Linked DNA regions of Sus scrofa: region 1 is linked to region 2. A link is a contact called in public Hi-C data. All regions are on one chromosome and are shown on one strand. Each heading gives the region's core, a stretch centred on a gene start, on an enhancer-like site or on the middle of the called end of the contact. The rest is flanking DNA. Distances are from core to core; before and after follow the strand shown. Region 1 overlaps NPL (N-acetylneuraminate pyruvate lyase (dihydrodipicolinate synthase)). Region 2 overlaps ZNF648 (a long non-coding RNA gene).

Region 1 (4,868 bases), core at 2,335-4,834, 560 kb before region 2:
ACTTTGTCAGTACAATAAAAAACAAATAATAAAAAACCAACTTGCTAAGGAGATATGAGCAATTCATTTTGATAAACTATAATTGTTAATAGAGAAACTTGCAGATGTCCTTTCTCTTTCAGAGTTCAGCCCACTGGATGATACTGTTTTTCCTCTCCAAAGATATAACAGTCCTATTTTAAAATGTGCATTACAGACTGGTAATGCAGTTGCAAAATCTTGCAAAGAAAAAGACTATGGGGAGTTCCCCTTGTGGCTCAGTGGGTTAAGGACCTGACATTGTCTCTGTGAGGTTGGGGGCTTGATCCCTGGCCTGGTTCAGTGCTCAGTGGGTTAAGGACCTGGTGTTGCTGCAGCTGTGGCTGTGGTGTAGGCCAGCAGCTCAGCTCTGATTCAACCCCTAGTCTGGGAATTTCCATATGCGGCAGGTGTGGCAGTAAAAAGAAAAAAAAAAGAATACACACATCATAGAAGATACATCAAATTACTCTTCTGATGTTTTCTCAGTTCCCTAAGAAAAAAAATAAACACTTCCTCCCTGAGGACAGAGGGCAGAGGTCAGGTCTTAATGACTCCTGTGTTCAGGTCAATCATGGTGCTGAACACAGAGCAGGGACTCAGTAGATGGCTGACTGCTGAGAAACATGCCCCACTATCTAAAAGGCAAAAATAGCTTTCCTCTGAACTAGTGATATCTGTATCTAATACATGCAATTAATAGATTCTGCAGAAGTAAACTAGGAGAGTCAAAAAGAGATGGGGATATATAGTCTAAAGACTGACCAAAACACTAGACAAAATTTTATTAACACAGGATTGGAATGCAATATATCTGAATCATTTATTCAGTGCCCTGTTGAGAAAATAAAGTAGTAAACTTGGCTGAAAATAAGGACAAAAATCCCACTTCAGAGACTGTTGATGGCAGCGCCCATTCAAGCATCATCCAACGGAGAGTTCTGCCTAAGCAGATGCCAGTATTACTGTCTCCTTGGCAAGGTTATCCCACAGCAGGGATTATCCCGATAGCAGAGGATTATCTCTACACTAAGATTAACTTCATACTATTCTAGCGTTGAGCCCAACAGATGACACTGTCTTTCTTGTCACGACACAGTATTTTAAAATTTATAGTACACATAGGAGAAGAAAGCAATTGAAAAGAGAAAGAAAAAAAGAGAGAGAGGAATTCCTCTGTGGTGCAACGGGATTGGCAGGGTCTCTGGAGCTCTGGGACGCAGGTTCGATCCCCAGCCTGGCACAGTGGGTTAAAGGGTTCAGCTTTGCACAGCTACAGAGGAGGTCAAAACTGTGGCTCATATCTGATCCCTGGCCGAGGAACTCCACCGAGCGGCCATAAAAGAAAAAGTAAAAAACGGTTTCCTCCACTATACTACCTTAGTTGAAAGACTTATTGTAAGAAGAACAAATCAAGTGTAAAGAGACTAAATCAAGTTTCCAAGTTCTGATTCTAGGCTCACTAAGCAACCTCAGAGGAATAGCTTCCCTTGTGGCCTATCTAAGAGCACTGAATTGCAGTTTTGCGAGTATATAGTACATATCCCACTTCTAAATTCAGTTAACAGGAAGGATAATCGAACAAAACCCATAAGAAGATGCTGGGGTTAGATCAAATCATTGAACTCTTCGGAAATGGAATATCTAAAGTCTAGGGACATGGTTATGTGGACAATGAATGTCCCTGCCATTTTAGTAAACAAAAGATTTTTTTTGTCTTTTGTCTTTTTAGGGCCGCACCTGCGGGATCTGGAGGTTCCCAGGCTAGGGGTGGAATTGGAGCCACAGCTGCCGGCCTAATGCCACAGCCACAGCAACACCAGATCCAAGCCGTGTCTGCGACCTACACCACAGCTCAGGGCAACACCAGATCCTTAACCCACTGAGCGAGGCCAGGGATCGAACCTGAAACCTCATGGTTCCTAGTTGGATTTGTTTCTGCTGCACCATGATAGGAACGCCAACAAAGGGTATTTTGGCCATAAAACCAACATCCACTGCAGCTGCCCCTGTCAGTGCGCCCTGAGGGGAATTTAGGATGGAGAAAACTGGGATACTGGGCCTAGAGAGTAAGATGCATATCAAAGCAATAGTTTCAATAAGCCTGGACTCTTGCACCTTCCCAAAGAAAAGCACTAAAATCATTAACTTGAGATGTGTGTTTTTGTGATTAGCGGTAATCCTTTGATGCTCAACTACATGTTTTTTTTTGTTGTTGTTGGGTTTTTTTGGTTTTTTTGTTGTTGTTGGGTTTTTTGTTTTTTTTTTTCAGCAAAAATCTCCTGTACATCCTGGCTCCTCTTGTACCTCTCCAGAACAGTCCCTCAGAGCTATCTGGGTGGCTGTATACTGGGCTTAAGTCCTCAGTAAGTCCGCCGAATAAAACATAGTTTTAAGTTGTACTTTTTGTTCAGTTAACAGGTAGCAGTCTAGGCTATCACATCTTTATGTTTTCTATTCGTACTCCAGTCACAAAGGCCTCAAAACCAAGCCACCATTTACTTTTCTGCTGGCAACTTTAACTCCTTCTTTCCTACTCAAATGGAGCAGGGCACTGTGGGGACACAAAAGCCCCAACTCTTGTTTGTGGGAAATGGGCCTCATTCAGCCTCCATGACCTTCCTTGAATTCAAAAGGGCAGGGCCAAACAGTTGCTATTTAAGGAAGGGAGAGGATGCAGAGACAAGGTAGGAACAGTTAAGAAACACTGAGCATGTGAATTCCCGCTGGGGTACACTAGGTTAAGAATCCATCTGCAATGGCTCTGGTCACTGCGTTGGCGTGTGTTCAATCTGATCCACAGCTATGGCCACGCCAGATTCTTTAACTGAGGGAAAAAGCCTAGCGCAATGGGTTAAAGGACCTGATAGCTATGGATCAGATTCAATCCCTGGAACTTCCAGGGTGCAGGCATTAAAAAAGAGAAAAAGAAACAAATAAACAATAGTGCAGCCCTGGGGTAGGGTCCTGGTTCCTCTTCAAGGAATATACAGAACAGTTATCTTTGAGTTCTTCTGCAGAACTAAAACCCCCAACAACTGAAAGATGTTAACTACTTGATGAAGCATTTTTTATGCCAGAGAGAAGGACTACAGAACCAGTCCTGGGGCCACTAAACCCCACTGTGAAGAAGAATGCAAGCTTGAATCTACCCTGATTCTTATCTGTGGCCCTATTTTCCACTCCAAAACTATAAAACTACTTCCTAGTCTTTCCCAAAAGAGGGCCCAGTCTTTAGGGCGTGAGCCTGCTATGGCCTCTTTTGCCTGGCAAAGCAACAAAGCTGATTTTTTTCTCCTTTGCCCCAAGCTCTTGTCTCTAGGTTTCTATTTGGTACTGGTAGACAGAGGCCAAGTTCAGCAACACTCCCTTGCCAAAAGGTTACTCTGCCTGACCTGCTCATCTGCAAATCGACGGCAATCCAATTGTTTGCACTCTCATTCCTGTGTTCTGATTGAAGAAAACCGTGCTGGGTGGTAGTATTGAAACAAGAGGGTAGAGGGCAGGGCACGATCCTTAAAAGGATGACATAGTTCTTGAGGATATGCCAAAAACTGGTTAGAACAAACTAGGTCCAAGATAGTAGATGATCTAACTTCCTCCCAGTGGACCTTGCATTTCACTATTTGTACATTGTAACATATTAGCTAAATGACATGCGCACAGATGCCAGGACAGTTTTGGCCATTAAAGGTGGCCCAATTCCTGGAAACCATCTCCCTTTCCAGGAAATAGTTAGAATAATCCTCCCACTCATTAGTCTATGAAATTGCCCAGCCCATAAAAACTCACCACCCCATATTTCGGGCCTCTCACTTCTCAGCTTCTGAGATGGCCCACACTCTGTCTGCGGAGCATGTTTCTCCCAGGGCCACTCTCTTGACTTTTGAGATGGCCCACCCTTTGTCCATCTCTCAATAAACCTACTTCTTATCTATCGCTTTGCCACTTGCTAAATTGCTTCTGTGCCAAGACATGAGGAACCGGAACCTCAGTGAGTCCTGGGACCAGGTGTTTGATTTTAATTAAAAAAACAGTGGGCTCAAGTTCCAATCTGGCTTTTGGCTGGGTCTGAGTCCCCGTCTGAGGTGAATGTTTTAGCGTGATAAATTTATTTATTTATTTAAGACCGCACCTGCGGCATATGGACATTTCCAGGTCAGGAACTGAATCCGAACTGTCGCTTTGTCCTATGCCCCCAGCTGTGGCAACACAAGATCCTTAACCTACTGCGTTGGGCTGGGAATTGAACCCACACCTCTGCAGTGACCTGAACCACTGCAGTCATATCCTTAAGCCACTGTGCCACAGTCAGAACAAATTTATGATGTACAACTTTAGGTGGTCTTTAGCATCACTGGGGCAATCCTTTTTAAAAAATTAATTACTGTAAAACGTATTTTGCGAATTGTGACTAAGAAAAACAGAGTAAAGTTTACCCTCTCAACCATTTTTAAGTGTACAGTTCAGCAGTGTTAAATATATTCACATTGTTGTCAAACAGATCTCTGGAACTTGTTTGTCCTGCAAATCTGAAATTTGTGGGAAGAGCTGTCAGTAAGGACTCCAGTTTGTACTTTAAGGCTCCATCCTGTTAAACTGTGAACTGTGTTGACCCTGCTGACTAGGGGGAAAAAAAGAGAAGCATCTGGGGAAATGTGCAGAAATGTGCCTTGACCCATAATGAGTGAGACATACTCGACAAGTCAATAAACCGTAACAGAAAAAAAAAAAAATACATACACACCTTCCAGCCAGAGCTCTTGGCGAACAATTTATGTAAACTAAACATACTGCTGTGTCTTCCTTCCAAGACTCCTGCCTTTTGTTTCCCAGAAGAGATACTATTC
Region 2 (4,620 bases), core at 272-2,771:
AAAACTATATTCCTGACAAAATGACTAGGACTTGTCATTCTGCCTACGGTGAAGACGCCAAAGTTAATTGTTCAATACATCAATGATTAGTCTGGGCCCCTGTCTATGAAGCTCACAGTATATTGGGTGAAACAGAGAGGTAAGCAGATGATTGTGGTATCAAATGATTACAATTAAGATAGGTCAGGGAGGAGTTCCCGTTGTGGCTCAGTGGTTAACAAATCTGACTAGGAACCATGAGGTTGCAGGTTCGATCCCTGACCTTGCTCAGTGGGTTAAGGATTCAGCGTTGCCGTGAGCTGTGGTGTAGGTCGCAGACGCGGCTCGGATCCCATGTTTCTGTGGCTCTGGTGTCAGCCAGTGGCTGCAGCTCCGATTCGACCCCTAGCCTGGGAACTTCCATATGCCGCGGGAGCGGCCCTAGAAAAGGCAAAAAGACAAAAAAAAAAAAAAAAAAAAAGATAGGTCAGGGAACGCATTCTAAAAATGTCTGCAGGAGCCAGGAAAGTAAAATAAGTAAATGAAGAGAACTCCAGGTGAGAGGCAGTAGGGACTAGTGGGGACTGCGAGCCGTAGGGAGTGTGTGTTCATTCTCAAGGGGATAATTGCTACGCCACTCCAAGCAAATTTAGGTAAAAAGAAGCTGGCAATTTTTACGATGTGCAATGTTCCTACGTGAATTGGTTGCTCCTACAATTCAGGGTTCCAGCACAATCAGCCTGGTACTACATGGAGGTGATGGCATAGAGATAGAGAGACACTGGTTAGCAAGATGCAAAGCCTGAATACCTGCCTTTCTGGATGAACATGGCATGGGACACAGCGACCTGCATGGTCAAGAGAGGGACACTATAGTTCTCACAGCCAGGAAGGCAAACAGTGTCAGGCACTGCTAGGACCACAGCCTCCCGACAGCCCATCGGACTCATGTGCACCTGCTGAGGGCCTGACTTGAGTCAGTCTCTGGCTTTCTTAGGCCAGGACCGGGGCCTCCAGGGCAGCCCCTCCCCCTGAGAGGACCTGTGTGGCAGTTGCTAATTTTCTGGCCACGAGCATCTGTTTGGGGTTGTTTGTTCTGCAGAAGGAAACAGAAGATTGCTGTGTATCAGAATCCTGCTCCTCCTCCTCCTGCACCACTACCGTCCCCCCCCCCACACACACACTGCAGAAAAGCTGCTGAGCAAACAGAGAAATCAAGATGATTATACGCTGCTGGAAAACCGCGTGCTTCCGCCTGGCTGCGTCCCCCTGCCAAACTGTTATGTAAGCCGTGGCCCCACTCAGGCCTGGAACCAAACAGAGGTGCCATTGACAGCCTGTCCGTGACCTGCTCATCACCCACGGCTTTCCCCACAGCCTGTCTCACCTGGAGCGAACCTGCCCCGGGGAGGGGAGGTCCCGACAAACTGACAAGCTGCTTTTACAAGTGTTTTGGGATTTCCCTCTCTCCCTTCCCAGCCAGTTCAGAGGCATGGGGTGGGTCAGGACTAGGAGTTTACTTTGGCGGGATTCCCAGTGACTAAGACGTTTTATACTGGAAAACTCCATCTGACAATCCGGGGGAGGTGAGTGTCTTTCACCCTCTGAAGCGCCTAAGTCACTTTGGATGTTTAGATACCAGAGTTGAAGAGGTAACTGCTGGAGTCCGAGGTGACCTCCAGGCCAGACCACACTGCTCTGATGACCAGTACTTATTTCTATTTAGGGATTCTGGGCATGTTCCCCAGCCCTAAACCACCTAAATAGACTTAGAAGAGCTTTTCCTTTGATGTGTCAGTGACTTGAATGAGCTAAAGTCTCAGGCTTTTTTTCTCTTTCTTTCTGCATCACAGGGTCAGGAATACTCAATGGCTCCTACAGCAAGTGCACTAAAGGTTTTCAATGTTAATTACAACCTCTTGGCATGGTTATAATTCTATCTGCAGTGAGCTCCCGGCTCTTTTACTGCTGACTGTGTTCAGGAGTTTACATATTCATGTCTATTCAACACTGGGATTCCATTCCTCTCCCTTTTGCAGCCGTCACTGACCACATCCCGCTTGAGAGGCTCAGATCTCGAGTAAAAGGGCCTGAACTTTGGTGCCAGATAAAATCTGTTCTGGAGACAGAGCTTGCTCATTCAGAGTCTATGTGACCTTGTGCAGTAGTTTCGACCTTGCTAAGTCCCTGGCTCTACTGGTTCCCCTTAATTTTCCTACCTCATTTTTCCAAGCACAAGGCTTCCAAGGTCTGCTGCTGCCTTTGGAGAATGGCTGACCCTGTCCACCTCCCTCCATTCCATCTTGGTAGGTAAGCAGGTCCAGCACGCAGAATCCGTTGTCAGTTGGCCAGATTGCCCCCTTGGAGTGAGGTGTTGGACTGAAATCTCAGGCTCTGGCCCCACTTCTGTCTTTCACCTCTTTTCCTATTAACCCTGGAGGGAGCTCCTCACGAGCCGAGGGGCCAGCGTTGTTGCTCAGCTCTTTCTCACTCTTGATGACCTGGCACCAGACCTATAGTTGATCTCCTCCCTGGAAGATGAGCAGCAAATTCTTACTCCTTGCACAGGCATTTTGAAAAAGTTCAAACCAGAGAAGGAATTGCCTTTTCCAGATCTCAGTCCACAGAAGGGCTCATCAGTAGCCCCCTGAATCGTAATAAGAGAAGGGATTTATGGGGATACCTCACAAGCACTCTGGCAGGGAGAGAGAGCAAACTATACTGAGAACTACTTTTTCTAAGTATTACATTGTAACCACACCATGAATGCAATCAGCTGCACCCTCATTGTCTGAATGTAAACAGCAACCTCAGATCCTAAGTTGCTTCTTATAGGGAAGCTTGGCTCCCTGCTCTGCTTCAAGATGACCTTTGGCTTGGAAACAAAATGTGGGTCTGAATTCAATAAAGCTTGGATTCTTTTATATGACTCAGCTCCCCCGGTGGAGAGGAATAAAATCCCTGCTCCTGGAATCCAGTGGCCTCTGTGGGTGAGCTCATCCAGCCCCTGATGGTTTTCTAGATAATCATTAAACTCAGGTTGACCAATCTCATTACATTGTTCTCTAAAAAAAGACAGCAGTGGTGTGGCCGGGATGAGGCCCAGGAAAGCAAGCCTTTTTGAGCGCCTTTCTCACTCTGCCTACCTGCTGGCTTCCTGCCTGGCGTACAACCTCCAGCAGGACTTCAGATCTCCACCTGGAGAAAGGGGATGAGAGTGATAAGTTGAATAATCTTGACCAAGGGAGTTGATTTCTTCATAAAACATGCTCTCCTTAATCTGGCTGGGGCAGGATAGATAACAGGGAAAAGCAGCCCAGAGAAAACACCAAAGCTGCATCAACCATGCCCCCCAAATGGGCACACGATCACAAGATCAGCTCCTTGGACGCCTCTTCTTCAACCCCAGGCAGTATGACCGTAATGCTTCAGTTGTTGAGAGATGGATAGAGGGGCCCAAGTCAGCAACCTGCCTTTCAAATGTGCCCGTTTCCCAAAGATATAGATAATGAAGTAGAAAAGTAGGTGACATATTTTTGGTCAATCATGCATGTTTATCGAAATAAAGAGCAACAGGAATCACTGATATCTCTCTCTATATATAAATGTATGTATATCATATATAATAGACTTATATATGTGTGTACACACACACACCCATATATAGATTTAGAGATGCACAAACACTTCAGTGTACCATTTTGGAACTTCTGCATTAAACTTTACTCTTTAGTAATTATTGCTCATTCTTATCTGGGCCATGATCTTATGTACAGCAAATCAGTTTTTTCTGGATGTTTCTAAGAGTAAAGAGTCTTCTGGAATAGGTATGTGACTTTGGAGAATGAGGTTTTTTTATTATTTTATTTTATCTTATTTTACTTTTTTGTCTTTTTGCCGTTTCTTGGGCCGCTGCCGCGGTATATGGAGGTTCCCAGGTTAGGGGTCTACTGAGCCACGACGGGAACTCTGAATGAGGTTTTTTTAAAGCAAACTTTATTTCTTTTTTAAAACGGTTTTAGATTTGCAGAAAAACTGCAAAGATAGTCCAGAGTTCCCATGTACATCTCACTTAGTTTCCCCTATGAATAACATCTTATATGATTATGGTATATTTATTACAGTTAATGCACCAAAATTGATACACGATTATTAACATCCACACTTCAAAGAATGAGAGTTTTACTTGGCATTAAAATTTTTAACTGAAATTCTTAACTGAGTTGAGAGGTATCTTAACTCAGGTTTTCACATCACAGAAGTTCTTTCTGACCTCTGAGCTCCCCCATCACCTCTTAGAACAGTCACTGGCTGCGGCTTTGCTGCCTTCTTTCTGCAAAAGAAAAAAATGCTTTCTGATCTAAGAACTTGGCTACCCACTGTGAAGCAACTCTCAGACTTCTTGTGTTTGTTCTTCTCAAAAATGTTTTAAAATAGCAGCAGATGGAGTTCCCGTCGTGGCACAGTGGAAACGAATTTGACTAGGAACCATAAGATTGCAGGTTTGATCCCTGGCCTCGCTCAGTGGGTTAAGGATCCAGTGAAGCTGTGAGCTGTGGTGTAGGTCGCAGACGCGGTTGGGATCCTGTGTTGCTGTGGCCGTGGTGTAGGCCAGCAGCTGTAGATCCGATTAGACCCCTA

What was found. A called contact is a pair of places that touch in the nucleus more often than the background predicts.
Region 1: a Hi-C map of liver shows a contact between it and region 2, with 2.5 times the contacts expected there. The contact joins two enhancer-like sites. A contact is called at or near these places in 2 of 47 Hi-C or Micro-C datasets (both in liver) and 1 of 2 datasets of contacts at active chromatin or transcription factors (alveolar macrophages).

What each region holds. Positions count from the first base shown.
Region 1 is chr9:124,114,172-124,119,039 of Sscrofa11.1, reverse strand. All of the region lies in intron 4 of NPL (N-acetylneuraminate pyruvate lyase (dihydrodipicolinate synthase)), which reads right to left. Among named protein-coding and RNA genes, the nearest start is that of NPL, 19 kb to the right of the region's middle. Within about 2 kb of position 3,584, at least 9 of the 83 cell types and tissues checked have an H3K27ac peak or open chromatin away from gene starts, as enhancers often do. A contact at or near this core is called in liver, where this site is marked.
Region 2 is chr9:123,549,297-123,553,916 of Sscrofa11.1, reverse strand. All of the region lies in intron 10 of ZNF648 (a long non-coding RNA gene), which reads left to right. Among named protein-coding and RNA genes, the nearest start is that of ZNF648, 160 kb to the left of the region's middle. Within about 2 kb of position 1,521, at least 34 of the 83 cell types and tissues checked have an H3K27ac peak or open chromatin away from gene starts, as enhancers often do. A contact at or near this core is called in liver, where this site is marked.